Linked DNA regions of Zea mays: region 1 is linked to region 2. A link is a contact called in public Hi-C data. All regions are on one chromosome and are shown on one strand. The core of a region is the stretch at or near the end of the contact, and the rest is flanking DNA. Distances in the headings are between cores, read along the strand shown.

Region 1 (2,700 bases), core at 66-2,565, 710 kb after region 2:
GGCCCTGGCAGCCCCCTGCCCCCCGTCGGCGCCCCCTGCTCGGCATGGTTCCCGTCTGATATTGTTCCTAGGCGTGCATTGATTTAGTTGGGTTTTCGATTCACGGAATAAACTTGATTAGAAGCAGGCGAGATCGAGTAGAGGGGAATCAGCCCCGTAGCCCAACCCGGCCCGCGCCCCAGCCGCCCCTGCCCCTGAGGCCCCTGCTTGCCCCCCCCCACGACGCCCCTGCCCAACCCCCTGCCGGCGCCCCCGCTCGGTCCCCCGGCCTCAGCGCGGCGCGCAGCCCCTGCGTGGCCCTGTTCCCGTGCGCGTCGTCGCGTTTTAAAACTCCGTTGGAGTCACGTGTGGTGTCGCGCGCTTCGCCACGCGATAATCCTTTTAAATTATGTTCGAGTGGTGCGTTGTGTCGCGCGCTTCGCCGCACGACAACCCTTTTTATTCACCTAGAATTGTGTATATTAATTTAAGTGTGTAGTGTAACGACGATTAATTAAGTATCGAACTAATTAGGATCTAGTGCTAATTTTATTTACGCATCGCATGAATATCAATTAATATGATTATGTTGAGATAAGTATTTTAATCTATAGCTGCTTAACGTAATCGTTATGTCTCTCGGCTGCAGCTTCGACCGTCGTAGTTTCTTTTCTCGCATAGTCGTAGATGCGAGCCCTGCGCCACGCGTCTGTTTAGTTGTTCTATTTTATTGTGTGGTGTATTGTTGTTTTCTATGTTAAAAATGTGGAATGTATGTTTGAACTCATATAGGTAACGGTCCGTTGGCAGAGTCCGAAGGAGTTGCAGGCGAAGACCCTGAGCAACAGCTGGTTGGTGAAAGCAAGTGTCCTATAACCCATTTATGTCCTACTTATTTTATAATTCATCCCCCGTATTTACATAATTCATATATAAGGATTTACTAGTTTTTGTTTATCTTGTCCTTGTTCACCTATTTGGGTTGAATTATTTCTGGATTAGCTCTATGCTAGCGCTCACTTTAATCAATAAACATAATGAGAATTATTTATGATACGAGGTTTACTTTTAGAAATTGATGATGACATTGTGATATTTAAGGGGCTCAAGCGGTTTCTCGAGTGTCTCTCCGTAAGGACTGGTTTGTTGGATGATCACAAGGAAAACAGTACAACCATGAGGGTAGATGGATGCTCTTAGCTAATTAATTAGAGGAACCGATGTGTAGTTTACTTCGCCGTCATGCTGCTAATAAGGTTCGATGTATGCGGCTCGCTCTACCGAGGGTGGTTTGCCCCTTCGGACGGGCGAATACCGAAATGCGGACGGGCGAATACCGAAAGACGCCTTGTGACAGCAAACACGGAAACTGAGAACACGAGCAGAAGGCACTCGATCGCATAGGTACAGACGTACAGTAGCACAGCCGCGCACACTACCACCAGTCGGACACCCGCCCCGAGCTCCGGCTATGGAGGAAGCCGCCGCCGCCGCCGCTGCTTGGGCGTCTAATGCCGCCACGCCCGTCCCATCCGAGCCCATGAGATCCCCTCCTGATGCTGAAGCCTCCGTTGATCCTACCGCTGTTGGTGACGATGAGCACGACTCCAAGGAGGTCGTTCTGCGCAGGTACTTCCTCCAGGAGTGGGAGCTGGTCTCAGCGATCCTCCACCGTGTCGTCGCCGGCGGCGGCGTTGCCGAATCCGCCGATGTCCATAGGATCCGCTCTATCGTAAGCACTCTTCTATCCCTATTTTCAAATGCTACCTGCCGCTGAACCTTAGATCTCTGAGAGAAGAGGGTGTAGCTCTGAGAGCAACATTGACTTTTGTTTGTTTATTTTAAAGGATGTAATCTGCTTTAGCGTCTGATTTAAATGCACAACAGCCAAATTCGAATACATCATGCACAATTTCTTGCAATCTTTTAGTCGTCTAGGAGGCATTTTAAACTGTTTGGTCGAGGTGGTTGAGGTTAGTCTGTGAATGCACATTTTATTGCTAATATAGGCTAGCAAAAGCTCATCTGAGATACAAATGACCTACATAAATCAATCCTAGGTCCTAGAATGACATGTTATTTAGGAATTACATTCTGCTTTCCTGGGTAAATAAAATGGTTTTGGGGAGAGTTATGATTAATGATCGATTACCACCTCTATAGATAAAGGCAAGAGCAAAGGTCCACATGATGTGAAAACTATTAACATTAGGAAAACAATTGATGTTTGACTTAGAACAAAACCAAATCACTTCACAATTTGGAACAGGGGGATTAATTTACTTTTTTTGGCTCACAGATGAATGATATATTAGACATCCACATGGTCTCCTGAGCACAACTTTGGCCACTACTTTCAATTATGATAGTACTTCTAAGAAAAATCTGTACATATCATTTTCATATATCCAGTGTTAATGTTTGTAGAGCATCAATTTTGAACTCAATTGTTTAAGTGAACGATTGAAATGACTTTATGCCAAAACTATCATGCTTAAGAGCTTGCATGATAAATTTTATCTTTTCTGTTGAGCAATAGATGGACAAATATCAAGAAGAGGGTCAACTATTAGAGCCATACCTTGAGAACATTGTTTCACCACTTATGTCGTTGGTTCGGTCAAAGACAATGGAACTTGGTGCTAGTACTGATGAACTTCTTGACATTATCAAGCCTCTGTGTATCATCATCTACACCCTTGTCACAGTGTGCGGGTACAA
Region 2 (2,700 bases), core at 143-2,642:
TAAGAAAGGTCCCGAGGGCACTAGTCCCTAGGTGCAGTGGTCTTTCCTGAGTCGAGATCTTTGAGTGTGTCTTGATTGCAGCCAAGGGTACGCCCTTGGCGGGGCGCTGACAAATAGCTTTTGGCTCGGTGTTTAAACATAAATCTCCAACAAAGAATCACAGTACAACAGAAATCCTGCTGATTTTGTCCTCTTCTACCAATTGAACATATACATAGTAACATTGAATCGGCTCCCATTTGCATGCTGGAGCCAAATGAGATGGCGAGATTACCATAACTGACTAATTCAGTTATTTATTTAATGTGGGAGTATATGCATTGATTAGCATCTGTTTCTGCTTGAAATGTTTGTATACTTACTTATTTCAAACATTTCCTATTTCTTCAATAGCTCATGGCTTGCATTATCTCAAAAGTTATGGCATGTCAAAGTGCTATAATGGCATCTACTTAAGCATTAATATTTGTACTAGTCAGCATCTATTGAAGAAACGAGTCGACGTTAAACACTGAGAAGAAGGCGCAGTCCACAAGAGAAAAGCTCACCACAATCCCACTTGCCCTGGCACCGAAAGAAGGATTCGTCTCGCTTGATGCACGCAGGGTGGTACACCTTCGGGCAACCCCTAAAGGCAAAGTGAAGCTTATCAGCACGCACAGTGAAGCGGAAGCTGCATTACTTGACCGTACGTGATGCAACAGCTAGCTAATCGCGCGCGCGCGCGCACGCACTGACACACACACACACCTCCGGTCGCAAACCACGAGGCTGCCCCCATCGAAGCAGATGAAGCAGACCTCCTCCTCGTCCTTCTTGTTCCCCGGCTTCACCGGCGCAGGCACCGGCGCCGCACCGTCCCTGTTCTTCGGCGGCCTGCCTCTCTTCCTCTTCACCGGTGCCGCGGCGGCGGGCTGCTGCTGCTGCTGCTGGGGCGGGGGCGGGGCCGCGGCCCCCATGATCGATCCGAGGAACTGCGGGTCATCATCAAAGACCTCCCCGTGCAGATGGGGCGCGACCCCGACGCTTCGCAGTCGCAGCGAAGCGGAGGCGGGGGCGGGCGGGGGCGGCCCTGGGGGCTCCGGCACGGAGGGCAGCGGCGGGAGGCGGAGCTCTGGGGGCCACTCGGCCTCGCCGGGAGAGAGCACCTCGGCGCCCGGGCCGGTCCCCCCGTCCATGGATCAGCAGGCCCCCCCAACCCAAGCTTAAGCTCAAAAGCCCGCCTAACCCTAGCTCGTCGACGTCCACCAACCCTCGCTCGAGGTCGAGGCCTCGTCGTCGCCGCCGCGCGGTCTCCCACGGGCTCACGGACCCGAATATGATGTGGTTGGTAGGTACAGGACTGCGAGAGGTGGGCACTGGCCTGGGGCAGAGAGAAAGTGATGAAGATGATACGAGGCTGGGGAAGGCAGAGGCAGGGGGGGTAAACGGGGCGAGCAAGCTGGCGGGCTAGCGTAAAGAGGTGAAGGCTTTTCCAGTAAAAAAAAATCGCGGCGGTCAGGGGTCTGTCTGGGTGCCTTTTGGGTCCTGAGAAATTAACCTTTGGTTATGATGGCAGATCTAATACATTAATGATTGATGATTTGGTGATGTTCGTAAAGATAAAATAAAATAAAATGTCTCTTTGCGTCCGGCCGGACCGGGAGCGGGGCGCACCGCGCCGCACCGCACCGGCACGACACGGCAGGCGCACGGGTACAGAGAAAAAGGCAAAGCGGGGCGGGGCAGCGCTGCGCTCGACGCTCGTTTCTCGGCGGGGGCGTCGTCGGCGATTGCCGATTGGGCGAGCGGCGAGCGGCGGGAGGACCCGGAGACAAGCTAGAGGTCCAAGACGTGTGTGTTGCCTTGCTTGTAGTCTGTGGACGACGGGAACGGGACGGGGTGGCGTGGTTGGTCGCTGCATTTTATTGGGCCGCAGCGGGTCCAGTACACGGTTTGCCGTGCGTGGCATAGTGGTCGTGGGTTCTCGACGACTTCTCGCGCCCGTTCTCCGGTTTGTGCACGTGATGGGCAGGCAGACCGCAGAAGCTCCGATCCATCCTTGCTCGCGAAGCGCGACCATTGCCGGCCTGCGCGCATCGCAGCCACGACATGCTTCGCTGACGTACCGTATCCAACCCCAGCCTGAATTTTCTGCACATGCTGGTTCTGGGTGCTGTGCTGTGCCTGCTGTGTGTGTGTGCTCGACTCGTCCCAGGTCCCACCTTCCAGCTGCCCTCCGGAGTCCGGACCCGACAGTCCAGCACACCGGCAACTAATATTGTCTGTGTGCGTATTTGGTCTCCTTGGTAAACTAATAGCCGTCACCGTCAGGCTAGTCTCCACTCTAACCCATATGAAAACTGGCCTTGCTGTTACCCGGATAGTTGACTGGAAGTTAGCTAAAAGGATGCTTAAACTAAACAAGGTGACGTGCGCGCAGGTTTCTGATCACTGATCAGCTGGAGGCGGGGGGGTTACGCGCCGTTACAGCCTTTTTATTAGCTAGTACTGTTACTGTACGTAGTAGATGGGATAGCGAAAGCTCCTTTGGCTTTTAGTGCGCGGGCGCGGACGGGTGGAGAAAAGAAGACCCAGCTAAAAAGATGCACAAGTGAACACATGCCATTAAATAAAACATACACGTCGGAAAAGGCACATGTTTACGTGGACCGGATGTTGGTGCAGCAGTTCACTACTACTAGTATACATAAGAAAATT

Evidence for each region. Hi-C and Micro-C count contacts between places; a contact is called where the count stands out from the background.
Region 1: a Hi-C map of endosperm shows a contact between it and region 2, with 2.6 times the contacts expected there. The contact joins the promoter of LOC100273796 here to the promoter of LOC103626106 in region 2. A contact is called at or near these places in 2 of 25 Hi-C or Micro-C datasets (ear and endosperm).

The regions. Positions count from the first base shown.
Region 1 is chr5:24,421,745-24,424,444 of Zm-B73-REFERENCE-NAM-5.0, forward strand. It overlaps LOC100273796 (Tubulin-folding cofactor D), which reads left to right and starts at 1,316. Exons shown (of 17, transcript NM_001360448.1): 1 at 1,316-1,711; 2 at 2,519-2,700. The coding sequence starts at 1,451.
Region 2 is chr5:23,710,754-23,713,453 of Zm-B73-REFERENCE-NAM-5.0, forward strand. LOC103626106 (zinc finger CCCH domain-containing protein 44) reads right to left here and starts at 1,393. Exons shown (of 11, transcript XM_008646482.4): 1 at 751-1,393; 2 at 549-628. The coding sequence starts at 1,178. It overlaps LOC100279875, which reads right to left. Exons shown (of 14, transcript NM_001152828.1): 14 at 2,587-2,700.